Linked DNA regions of Mus musculus: region 2 is linked to region 1. The links are chromatin contacts, called in public ChIA-PET maps. All regions are on one chromosome and are shown on one strand. The core of a region is the stretch at or near the end of the contact, and the rest is flanking DNA. Distances in the headings are between cores, read along the strand shown. Region 1 overlaps Mfhas1 (malignant fibrous histiocytoma amplified sequence 1). Region 2 has its middle 5.9 kb from the start of Gm39164.

Region 1 (6,472 bases), core at 2,840-5,339:
GTCAGTTTCTCAACCTTTCAGACTCTAGTTACAAATAGGGGTCAGGTGTGTGCTTAAGGAGCTTGAAGCTAGGGGACAAGGGAGGTGAAGGAGGTCACAGCAATCTCAATACTGGTCATTCTTACCAACATGTATTACAATAACCCTTCAGTATACTGGGGAAGAGTTCGAGGGTTCTCCTTGCATGTCAAACCCATAACTGCCTAAGTATGCTAACTTGTGTAATCCTCATGTAAAACAGCTTAATACTTGCACATACCCTGCCTGCGTCCTCCCTTGTGCTTAAAATCACCTCTAGATTACTCACACCTCATGCTATGCACCTGCTATGTAAACAGCTGTTACACCACATTGTTTAGAGGGGAATGATAAAAAATGAGTCTATGCTCGTTCACTCTACTCAATTTTCTTTCAAGCTTCACTGTTGAATCCAAGGATGCAAGCCACGGGACTAGGGAGGACCCTTTCCTACATTTTCCTCAGCGATAGCTTCTCCATATTCCCTATGTCATTAAGAAGATTTCTGATGAATCTAAGTGACTGGTTTTGCTTTTTCTCTGAAAACAAGTTTTCCTTATCAGCCTCTTTTGGCGGTGAGAATTTCCTCTGCCATCCAGGAAGTCCAGGAAGGCTGTTGGAGAGTGAGGTACAAGCTAACACATTTTCAACTCCTAGGACATCATACAGTCCCAGGACATACATCCAAACCACTTGTTCTTTTTTTTTCTTTTTCTTTTTCTTTTTTTTTTCTTTTGTGGCACCAAATCAGTTCATAAGATTTTGTTTTCATGTCTTATGAGTGTCTGTTGTGTGAGTTTGCTTTTTCGGTCTCAGTGCAGCCAGACGTTGTGAGATGCTAATACTTAGAACATCCTCCTTAAAATTGTTAGTTGTCACAAATCAAATGAATGCTTCCTGTGTTCAGAATTACATGAAGTATCTTCCCACTACAACAGGATTAAAAATGCTTAGCACATCTTAAAATTTTAATCTAGGAGGTAATTTTACGATACGCTTCTAGAACATTCTTCTAATGAGTGTTTCTATTGGGAATTTTAAGCTGGTAGAATTATTTCTTAAAGCTTTCAGAGTTCCTTAAATGTAAGAAGGCACACTGCTTGGACTTTCTGTGAGCTGTGTAAACCCAGGACAAATTTCTTGGACCAGTGGCCCCCTACTGTGCTCTTGTGCTATCTACATGAGCTCATGGCAGTTTTGCAACTTTAGAAAAATGTTTCCATTGTCCCAGTACTCTGATACTAACCTGTATTCATTCAGATCTATCAAGAGGGTCCAACAAAAAGGGGTGCCACTGATTGGCAAGCTTTGGCTTCTTCCTGGTGCCTTTATCCTTCATGGACATCAGAATTCCCATTCTTTTGATGGGAACTGGAGACCAGCAATTCTCCAGGAACCCCACAGGCTTTCTGCACCAGAGCTGGACTGTGAAAACATCTAACTTCATGGGCTAGCCAGCTACCAGGTTTTCAAGCTCTTCAAAGTGCAGACAGACATTTGGACTACCTAGCCCCTGTAGTATAAGTCAGTCTAACAATCTCTTCCTAGCCCATATTCAATTCTATTAGTTTCATTCTAGATACCATTGATGGATACAGGCCATATCCACACACTGTTGTAGAAGGCTTCTTTCCACACTCAAACACATGCTCACATCTGGTCTACAAGGACTGATACTTTATAACAGTGTCTAGAAGGTTCTCAGAGGCCTACAACAAAGACTGGTTTGCTTTATTTAATGCTTTATTTCTTAAAGTATCTGAATCTTGGAGCCCATTGCAGGGTATGTGTTGGCACTGAGGAAGTCAGTCATTCTAAGGACCAGCTTGGGAAACACTCATTTAGGATCTGTGTTTAGAACAGTATTAATTTCACAAAAAACTATTGTTTGTATATGAAAATAAAAGATATTTCTTTCCTAAAGGGGGTTACAAATAGTTAAATGGGGTTCCATTACCACATGCACTTTCTCATGTTGTCTAACCTAACTAAGTTTATTTGCCTTCCAAACTACCCCTGACACACACACACACACACACACACACACACACACACACACACACACACACACACACACACACACGTACACACAGACCCCCTTCCTACACAGAACAATAGCAGGTTCTCTCATTGCCTACCACCCTAGGTGACATCACTGGGAAAGTAACATAAGCCAAAGGTACCCTTGGTGCTGGGATTCAGCCGACATTGTCTCCTTGCATATGGTAGGTAGGATGGCTTTGAAGTTCTGTAAACTTGGTCCCTACTTCAGAAAGCACTCACTGAGGTGGGGGGGTAGACAGCCCTGGGAGGGACCGGATCCTGTGAGAACTGACAGGCATCTAATTGTCACCACTGACACCTACTTTGTTGTGTGATCTGCTGAGCAAGTTTAAAGAACTCTGAAGTATCTTGCTACAACCCAGGCGCGAATTGTTGACATATGTTCAAAATCTGCTCTCCCCGAGCAGAAGCAGGCAGCAGTAAGGATGGGTGTCAGAACTTGCCTGGGTTCTGCTGTGAGGGCAAGCCACCCCACCAGAAACACACCTCTTTTTTTCATGGCAGGTGGCTTCAGATATTTTACCGTAGAGGTATATGGTAACTATACTATAGAGGTGCATTTGAACCCGGTACCCAATACTAAAAGAAAAAGTTCCTTTTCAGAACATTTTGAAGGAGAACATTCTGGTCTAAGCTGGTTCCTCGGTTCCCAGGTCCTCTGGGCAGGGCTTGGATATGTCTGGTTTGCCTGCATTTTCCTTTCCATGTCTTTTGTGTTGTTGTTGTTGTTTTGTTTTTCAAGACAAGGTTCTTCTGTGTAGCCCTGGCTGTCCTGGAACTCACTCTGTAGACCAGGCTGGCCTCGAACTCAAAAATCCACCTGTCTCTGCCTCCCGAGTGCTGGGATTAAAGGCATGCGCCACAACTGCCCGGCTCCTTTTCAAGTCTTATCTTCCTTTAAAACAAACAAGCAAGCAGACAGACAGAGGAACGGAGCTTCTGAGAGGTCCCTCAGGGACCTGTAATTCCAGCCTTCTGGAGTGTTCCTAGACAGAATTTACAAGCTTCGGCAGGATTCCTGTGCTGAGCCTTAAAAAGGAAGCCCAGGGAGTGGGAACTTCCAAAGCCATCACACATCAGTAAGCTCCAATTTAGACGCACAATGGCTCATTGGGGAAGAAATCTGACTTAACAGACAGATGGTACTGGGCTCGGGCTGTGGTTGAGTAGTGGGGCACTTGCCTGGCATATGCAAGGCCCTGGGTTCAGCTCCCAGTCCCAAAAGACAGAGCCAATGCTTCCGAAACAGAGAAGAGAGTTTTGGGAGAGACGTAGGCCAGGGAGATGACTCAGTAGGTGAAGGCACCTGGCAGGCCCAAGCTTGCCCCCCTAAATCTCATCCCTAGGAGCTAGATGGCGAATTGAGCAAACCAGCTTTCCACGGTTGACCTCTGACTTCCACATGCGTATTGTGGCACTCCCCACCCCACCCCCACATTCACAAATAAAGTAAGTGGAGTGAAAAATAACTAAAACAGTGGCTCTTACAGCTTTTTTCCCCTTTGGGGACTCAAACAGATGAGAGCAGCAGACTCTTCTTCCTGTAGCTCAAATTTGAGCTAAGAACACAAAATTGCCACTCCTTTTAACTGGTAAAACTAAACCAATAACCAAACCAACCCGGAAATAATGAAATGCTGGAGCTACCACGGCTTAACCATTTCATTGTGTTTTTATTGTTTTTTTTGTTTTGTTTTGTTTTTGTTTTGTTTTTTAACTTCTGCCCCGTTAGGACAATGAACTGGGAAACCACAATTACAATTCACAGACTGCAGCATGAAAAACACACACTCCACTGGAATCCCAACAAGCCCTTCCTCTTTATTCATTCAAAAGAGTCCAGCGCACACGTCAAACATGAGCACTGTCGGATTTTTTGTCTTGTTTTGTTTTGTTTTTTTTTCCTTAGAAGGGGGAAACATTTATTCTGGCAGCACTTGTACAATCCCAGGAAGTGGTTTTGATACCGTTAGTTGTAAGAATAGAAACCATAACAAACTCGGAGCGCATTTGAGAGGCACGGGGCTCCTTGGGTAGAACGAATTCCTCTTGTGCTTAGTGGATGGCCCCTCAGCTGCTGGCTGCTGAGTCTTCCCAGGTGTGAAATAAGGAAACAGAATTTCTCATACAGCCGCCGCTGAAATTCTTCTGGGGCAAGGTGGCTTCTGTATCTCAGCCCTTCCCCCCCACACTGAGGCAAGTTCTCACGCTTTGCTGGAGCTTTCTCGGGCACGTGACCCTCTGATCGTGCCCACCCTAGCCACGATACATGACCGCCAAGGTTCCCTCATCTACGATGCTTCTCTAGGGTTCAGATGACAACACACAACATCACTTGTCAGAAAGTAACAGATATTCAGAACATGGGCATCTGTGTTTATGAAAAGAGCATCCATGGGCAGGGTATGCTCTCCCAAGGAGCCTTCTTCTGATTTGACATGGCCCTCTGGGAAGTAAACCCAAAATCATAGCGGACATTGAACTTTGCTGACTTGACAGTTTCAGAACTGTTTGGTGCCAATTTAAAAAAAAACAAAAACAAAAACAAAAAGCCAATAACAACAAAATAAACTATTGCCCAATAATTCAGTGGTCTACAAAGGAAGGGGAATGCTAACCCTCTGGTTTACACTTGCACACATACACATGAGACCTATGACAGAAGAGATCAACCAGATTCTTACCCATCCTGCAACTGTGTCCTAAAAGGAAAAAGACATTTTAAACTGGACTTGTCATGTTCAAGTATTCAAAACATAGAGAGAGAGAGAGAGACAATCCCTACTAGATTCTGATTTCTGAGAAATTGCCTCCACATAACGGGCTCCGGGGGGCAGGGAAGTCAACTGAACAGATTCAACACGAATCTTATTTGTAACGCCTCAAGAAGTGCAGTCGCCTGCTTGTATTCCTTCCTCTTAAAGATTCGTGGCAACTGCCTGTGCTGTGACATTCTAGGAGTCAATATTTTAGAATACAGGTGACAGAGTAAGAAGAGCTGACACACTTTTCTTGTGGGGAACAGTCAGTTTGACATGTTTCCTGTCAACACACGGAGGAGGCGGATGTAAACACAGTCCTTTACAGTCTTCAGAGAATGTGTCTCTACTGCAACACGTGCTGTTTGGCCCTAACCAGGAGGACACTGGAGAGCAATTTGTAGAGTTTGTTTTTAAGTGTTTAACCTCCTAGAGGTTTCAAAACAATGGTTCTACTAGGACCTTGGCTGCAGACTTCCTCCAAGTGGCTCTGCATGAATAAACAGCCAATGAGGGATGGAGCCCTGAAAGAGGATGCTCCTTTCAGGAAGGCTACCAATCAGATGGAGAGGTTCACAGAGGGCTCTGCAAAATCATGCACGCTGTTCCCGGGGTCAGGGAGACAGGGGGGGGGGGCGGGGGGGTGCATAGCAGGAGAACAGCTGCAAGATTTAGAACTGAACTCAGATTATCTCAAGTTGTTCCAAGATTCGGGTTTTCAGAGATTCGTCACCTCGTCTGGCCTCTAGGAACGCACCCCTCAGCCTCAGTGGTCATGGGTGGAGACAGAACAGCTATCATTCTACCACCATGTCCAGTGACTAGCAAGCAGGGAGGTGTGATGAAAAGGTGGGAGGGGACTCTGTCTCCATGGGCTGAACGCCACTGGGGAGTATTAAGAGTTCTAGGAACCAACCTTGAACCTAGCTATGGACTCCGAGGGAGAGGCTAGCTTTTTCTGTTCTTTGCAGTTGAGTGGGTGGGCAAAAGGACTACGAGAAGAACCCAAGGTCTGACACTAAAAGACACCAGCCCCATCTTGGCACAACTCTCATGCAGAATATTGCACCCAGTGTTCACTCATGCTAGAAGCGTCCAACTGTATAAATTTAAATGTATTTTGCATATTATAAAAATAAAGATTAACATATACATATCTTACACTAGTTACGGAACGGCAATGAACGTCAGTTGATCCCTCCTTCACATTGAACAAGAAACTGAAATCTGAGTGCCGCCTGGCCTGGAGCTATGGCTCATGTGTACACAGAAAACACAATCCCTGAGAAGCCTGTTAACTTTTTTCTTTTTTCTTCTTTTCTTCAAGTAGCTTTCTCCTTGGAGGATCACAGTTCTGAGGTTCGGGTTGTGAAACATTCGCTCCATGTTTGCTCCCATCTTCCCAGCCCCCTCCAACCCCTCCAAGGGTCCTCTGCAAGCACCCCAGTGTGCATGCGCGGTTTCACTCTGGGCCCCGGAAGGCGCTTGGGAGTACGGCAGGAGGCTCGCCAGGGGCGGGAGATGTCCCAGTCGGTCCCATGCCCTGTATTAACTCCATGAAAATTCCACAGGCGCGGATGTCACTGGTTTCTGTGCTTCTCACCAACGTTCTTCCTAGATGGGATGAGAAG
Region 2 (6,472 bases), core at 1,557-4,056, 500 kb before region 1:
ATGTTCCCACTCTAGAGTGATAGTCATTTTCTGGTTATTTGGGAAAAAAAAAACTGAGTTGGCTTCTGGAACATTTATCTAAGTACATGGCAGGACCAGGAAATATGTCTATTGACATTCGAAATTAAAAAAAAAATGTTTGCAGCTAGAAGAAAAACAGGAAAAAAATGCAGTGTTTCTTAAAACGGAGTCTCTCGGATGCTGATAGACACATCTCATCTGAACTGTGGACAGCGTTTCTGTTTTCTGTTTCAGTAGCATAGATGGAAATTAGCCAAAAAAAAAAAAAACCCAGAAATTTAAAATTACTATAAAACTGCTCTCGATTTTTCTAATTAAAGAGCAGGTTAGTCTGCTTCATAGAAGGGCTAAATTAGAGAACACCTAATAAGAAATACAACTTAAGGCAACCCCTGGCAGGAGAAGGTGAGTCAAATTAAAAGACTGAGGTTTTCTTTTTCAATACTAATAAAGAAGGCCCTTTTAAGTCATTCATTACTCCACATAAAGCCTTCTACTGGACTGCTTTCCTGTATTCTTTTATAGAAAGTACATTCACTTTAATATTTATGTAGACTAAGCGTGCCCCTTCTTTGATGATCACTAACTGGCTATGTGGCCTCTCTGGAGTGACACCAAAACCTAAATCAAGAGTCCAAACTAATGTTACATTGGCTGTTTCAATACTGTGGTAGTTAGAGTTCAAATCAACAAACCCTGTTTGCTTTGCCAATAACAAGACTGGTAGAGTTGCTGGCTTTGGGGAGACATAGCATTTAATATTTTCAGAAGAAAAAAGAAAAAAAAATCGAGTGTAACAATGCACATTTCGAATGTGGCCACCAGAGGTCTACTGACACTGCAGAGCGAGCAGGCTGCAGGAGCGTGGGCGCAGACTGGTGCATGCGTACTCTGCCTGGTGGGGCCAGAGACTCTCCAGCCCTGCCCTGGTCTGCTGAGTCAGAGCTGCTCTGTAACCCCCACAGGTGACTCAAGTATGCGAGGGAGTGTGAGAAAGACTGCTGCCAGGGTTGAAAAGGAAATGTGGTGTATCCCGTGTGTGATGGAGATTAAGATATTTAAAAGTCCAGGCAAAGGCAGGGCATGGAGGCACCCATATTTAATTCCAGCATGTGGGCAGGAGGCAGAGGCAGGTGGATCTCCTAGTTCAAAGCCAGTCTGGTCTACTAGTGAGTTACAGGACAGTCAAGGCTAAACAGTGAACACACCTCACCACCCGCGCCTCTCTCTCTCTCTCTCTCTCTCTCTCCCCCTCCCTCTCCCCCTCTCCCTCCCTCCCCCCTCTCTCCTCCCTCCCCCTCTCTCTCTTTCTCCCTCCCTCCCTTCTCTCTTCTCTCCCTCCCTCTCCCCTTCTTCCCCATTTCCCCCTCCCTCTCCCCCTCTTCCCCTTTCCTCCCTCCTCCCCATATTTCTCTCTCTCTCCCTCCCTCCCTCCCTCTCCCCCTCTTCCTCATTTCCCCCTCCCTCTTCCCCTTTCCTCCTCTCCCCCCCCCCACTTTAAACATTTTTCCTAACAATGTTACAACTCAAAAGCTATTTTCTTTTCAAAACGTTCTACCTGGACCTGGTGCCACAGAACTGTCATCACACATCTTGAGATCAAGAGGCAGGAAGGATCACAAGGTCAAGGCCTGCCTGGGCTACAGAGTGAACTCATATCAAACAAGACTGCCTCAAAATAAAAGATTAACATGGGTTTGGAGGTATAGATCGGTGGTAGAATATTTACTTGGCATGTGTAATGCCCTAGCTTCAAACTCTGGTACAAAATCATTTAAGTGACCAAGGCTGTATTTTTAATTTGCAATTTAGCTTCCAGATATTTGAAGATGAAGAAGCTCTAAATATCACCTAACATGTACAGGTCTAAATGTTCTCGTTTAACAGAAGAAATTATCTGACCAGGACTGAAGTGGCATTCCACGCTCAATATAAGATAGTTAGCTGTCTTTAACTAGAACCAAGTTCTCCAGAGGTGTCCCTGAGGCTGCAGGACCTCACTCTTGTATGGAGGTGGGGCTAAGCTAGGGAAGCATCATGGGAAGGGCAGGCTTTGTCCATCAATCAAGATGTGCAGAGCCCTGGACTCAGAGGTTCCTCTCCTACTCCAATGTGCCAGGATTCCTTCAAGTATATCGAGACTGTTAGACTGATTTTTCTCTGTTCCCCATATTTCTCAGGGACAGGGATGTCTCCATGGTTCTCTGTGTTACCATCAGTATACTCCCAACAACTCTGTCTTCACAGAATACATATCCAGTCACTGAGTCTGTGTCTCTCTCTCTCTCTCTCCCTCTCTCTCTCTCTCTCTCCCCCTCTCTCTCTCTCTCTCCCTCTCTCTGTCTTTCTCTGTAGACCTGGCTGACCTCGAACTCCCGGTGTAGATCAAGCCCACAGAGGTCAGCCTGCCTTTCACTGTAAAGGCATGCAACACCACACTGGGCTCTCACTTGGCTCTTCCTTAAATCAATCCAGCCAGCACTCATAGCCTCCCCTTCGCTGCCATCCTCCCAAACCACTGTACTTTCCCTTTAAATGGATTAGGCATAACTCCAATATCTACCACCTCTCTGTACAACACGCTACCGCCATGGTTCTGCTGGATCTTCCGCTCAGTGGCCTATGTCTTCCTTCTTACCTGGGAGGGAAGTTGGATTTAGAGGCTGATCAATCTCCAAGTAACCTGGGAACGAGACCACCCAAAGGAACCTATCAGCTAAGAGCGTCAAATTTCAACCTGTGGTTTTCAAGTCACACATACAGCAAACATTCTATTTTTGATACCCTTGTGGTTAGAACATTTCGCAGAATCTCTTCTACTTTCCCCTAGTCCCACCACAACCATGAGTAGCACAGAGAGAGCCACGCCTTGCCTTTTCTTCCAGGCAAGATCTTTCTTCGTTCAAACTAAGCTTGTCACCGAGGAGGAACAGCGCTGTGACAGGTTCTCAGGTGGGATTCTCACCATGCTCAGGTTCTAGGCATATGAAAAAGTTTGGGTCTCGCCTATGTTAGATCTGGTTGGCTATCTGTATGCACAGAGAACATGTTGGTCTGCCCAAGAAAGTCTTTATACACCTCTGGGGTGTTTTGAATGAAAATGGCACCCCGAGGCTCACAGGAAGCACCACTGTTAGGAAGTCTGGCCTTATGGGAGGAAGTGTATCACTTCGGATGGGCTTTGAGGTTTCATTTGCTCAAGTCAGACCCAGTGTCTTAGTTAGGGTTTTACTGCTGTGAACAGACAGCATGACCAAGGCAACTCTTATACAGAACAACATTCAACTGGGGCTGGCTTACAGGTTCAGAGGTTCAGTCCATCATCATCGAGGCAGGAACATGGCAGCATCCAGTCAGGCATGGTGGAGGAGATCTTCATCTGAAGGCTACTAGCAGAATACTGACTTCCAGGCAGCTAGGATGAGGGTGTTAAAGCCCACACCCACAGTGGCATACCTACTCCAACAAGGCCATACCTACTTCAACAGGGCCACACCCTCTAAGTGCCTCTCCCCAGGTCAAGCATATACAAACCATCCCAGAGCCCCCAATGAAATGTTTTCCTTTATAAAAGCTGCCACTGTCATGGTGTCTCTTCATACCCATAGAAAGCCTAACTAAGACAGCCTTTTGTGGCTTTTCTATAGGCAAGTTGCCTCAGTTTTCTGCCCATCTCCTACTTGTTCTACAAGAGTCTTCTAAGATCCATTTTGCTTCCGTCAGATCTTTGTTGCATCCAGAAGCTGTTTCCTAGTAAAAATAGGCTAACCGTGTCCAGGCTACAGAAAGAGAAAGAATGAGAAGGAAGACCAAAGCAGTCAAGTAATCCTAACAAGATGCTCTAGGTCTCACAGGACATGGGTATGGGGTCCGCTGATGACTGTTTGTGGTAGTCACTGAAGTTTCTCTCAAGGTAAGGATATTTAATATGCACCTTGTCTTGGAAAGAATCTTCCATCCAGGTATACTTCATTGACACATGTTTAAGCACTTTGAAAGCCCCGTTAAAAATCCATTAAAATTACTATTGACGTTGGTGTTCTTAATATAAGTTTGGCTGATGTCACTGGGCAGTGGTGGAACATGCCTTTAATCCCAGCACTTGGGAGGTAGAGACAGGGGGATTTCTGAGTTTGAGGCCAACATGGTCTACAGAGTGAGTTCCAGGACAGCCAGGGTTACACAGAGAAACCCTGTCTTAAAGCCTCCCCCCCCCCAAAAAAAGTATGGCTGATGCCCCACTTCCTGTAAATAAGCAAGACTATGGGGGATAGGCTAGTTTGACTCCCTATCAGCTGTTGAACTCTCCTTTGCTGCCCTTAATGTCTTGATAAAAAAGACTGTCAATCAAAGCTGCTGGCCAAGACTACCTTTGTGCCAGCATCAGCCTCTGTGAGTGGCTTGAGAAAGCCATGCAGTAATAGCTGCTTGCTTTGACTTCTGAAGGTGCAGCTGCATACTGAGCTACTCAAAACAGTTTGTACCAGATGGCTTTTGCTATCACAAGCCTCGGTGAACTTCATTTCTACCTAAGCAGGTGATGGGGTGAGGGGGCATGTCCCCTGATGAACCAGCAGAAGGCCTGTGACTGATGCTAAAGAGACAATGCTATGATTGGTACAGACACAAGCCTTCATTTACATATGGGGGTATGCTGTGATTGGTGCAGACACAAGCCTTCATTTACATGTGGGGGTATGCTGTGATTGGTGCAGTCACAAGCCTTCACTTACATGTAAAGTGTGTTGTGATGGGAACAGACACTCATTCTCTGGCAGCCTGCTTTAGATCATTTAGTGAATCTGCTAGGAGACAGCATCGAGGACATCCTGATGTAACGTCAAGCCTGATAAAAAAATGAAAAGCTTCTCTCAGGCAGCCTTTTCTTTCCTATGTTCAGAATGCAGATAAAACCAGTAACACAAAGAAAAGGGCAGCATGCTGACTGTGAGAGAGGAGGCAGTATTGCTAGAGCAGCACCCATAGCTGGCTCAGCTGCAAATGTGGCAAGAGGACTGGATGCTTGACAGCTGAATAAGAAAGAAGCAGCTAGACAGTTCAAGGGAATGGTAAGGATGGGAGCCAGTGGGATGCAGGAGGTTGAGAGGACAGAGTCAGACTGACCAAGGCTTGACGACTATAAAGAGCCACAGATGTGAAACAGCAAGCCTTGGCCACTGGAAGAGTTCTAGAGGCTCTGAGCAAGAGTCTGGGACACTCCAGACCTGGAAGCTGCAGCACTGACCACTGGTAAGAGTTGAGGCACCCTGATGCCTAGATCTATCAAAGATGCTCTAATGCTCACCGAGGCCAAAGCCTGGCAACGCCTACTCCCTAGGCCGGGGAAATGTAACGCTTGAAAGCCAAGGATCCAAGGCTGAGATTTACTCACTATCACGTTTGCAGATCCACATGGCTCCCTGCCCTCCTATTACACACCTTCTATCATTAATAATCAACTGTCAGAAATGAAGGGCAAATGAATCTGTTTGAGTAGCCTGTGGTTTCCTAGCTGGTGTGCCGTGTGTATCAGGACACTCCCCCGAAGCCTTGGCATATGTATTCAGTTCTCCACTGGTCTTCATAGCTGCTGTGGGGAGGGGGAGAGGCTGATTGCTTACCTCAGGAATTTTTGGTGGGATGGAAATATGGGAAACCATTGTTTAACCTCTTTTCTCATCATTTTCCAGAGCTGGAGTTCAGTGATGGCGATTCTCTCAGGACAGGTGGTGGTTGCTTTTGTCCTCTCTGTGCCTGTCTGTCTCTACTTCTGTCTGTCTCCCTTTCGGTTGGGAGATCATGCAGCCCATACCTACTGGGAACCACATCCAGTCTTCAGCAGTGTTTCTAGAGAGGCTATTGAAACAGGCCATGAAGGATCTCGGGCAATATGTGTGTGGAGACTCCTTGGACTGAGAGAAGGACTACATGGGACAGCTGGGACAGATCAAAGAACACACGTGGGTCCTTTTATTCTCCGTATCAAGCAGAGCCCTGGGCTTGTTGGGTCTTGGAGAAAGGATGCAACCAGTGCAGTGATTTTACCGAATTTCCTGCCAGTCTCATCAGAATGGAAATCGCAAGTCATTGAGGCTTTACATTTAAAAGTAAATAGTTCCGGGGCTGGAGAGATGGCTTAGCGGTTAACAACACTAGCTGCTCTTCCAGAGGTCCTGAGTTCAATTCCCAGCACCCACATGGCAGCTCGAAACTTTCTGTAACTCCAGTTCCAGGGGATCTGACACCCTCACACAGGCACACATACAGGCAAAACACCAATGCACATGAAATAAAAATGAGAGAAGGGGTGGAATCGTTCCATTTCTTCCACATACATACAGAGTTAGGTTTACACGTGCGAGCTCTCCACAGGTATCTGTGAACAGACAGCACCATCCGTTCTCAGGCTGGCTGTACACACACAGACCTCACTTCCACAGGAAGCTGTGGG

Evidence for each region. ChIA-PET counts read pairs in DNA pulled down with a chosen protein or histone mark.
Region 2: a contact with region 1 is called in an RNA polymerase II ChIA-PET map of memory CD8 T cells, with 26 read pairs. The contact joins two enhancer-like sites. A contact is called at or near these places in 2 of 484 Hi-C or Micro-C datasets (CD4 T cells and CD8 T cells) and 3 of 115 datasets of contacts at active chromatin or transcription factors (large pre-B cells, memory CD8 T cells and pancreatic cancer cells).

The regions. Positions count from the first base shown.
Region 1 is chr8:35,676,713-35,683,184 of GRCm38.p6, reverse strand. Mfhas1 (malignant fibrous histiocytoma amplified sequence 1) reads right to left here. Exons shown (of 3, transcript NM_001081279.2): 3 at 3,736-6,455. The coding sequence ends at 6,422. Among named protein-coding and RNA genes, the nearest start is that of 1700015I17Rik, 40 kb to the left of the region's middle. Within about 2 kb of position 4,089, at least 53 of the 459 cell types and tissues checked have an H3K27ac peak or open chromatin away from gene starts, as enhancers often do. A contact at or near this core is called in memory CD8 T cells, where this site is marked.
Region 2 is chr8:36,178,750-36,185,221 of GRCm38.p6, reverse strand. No RefSeq gene overlaps it. Among named protein-coding and RNA genes, the nearest start is that of Gm39164, 5.9 kb to the right of the region's middle. Within about 2 kb of position 2,806, at least 59 of the 459 cell types and tissues checked have an H3K27ac peak or open chromatin away from gene starts, as enhancers often do. A contact at or near this core is called in memory CD8 T cells, where this site is marked.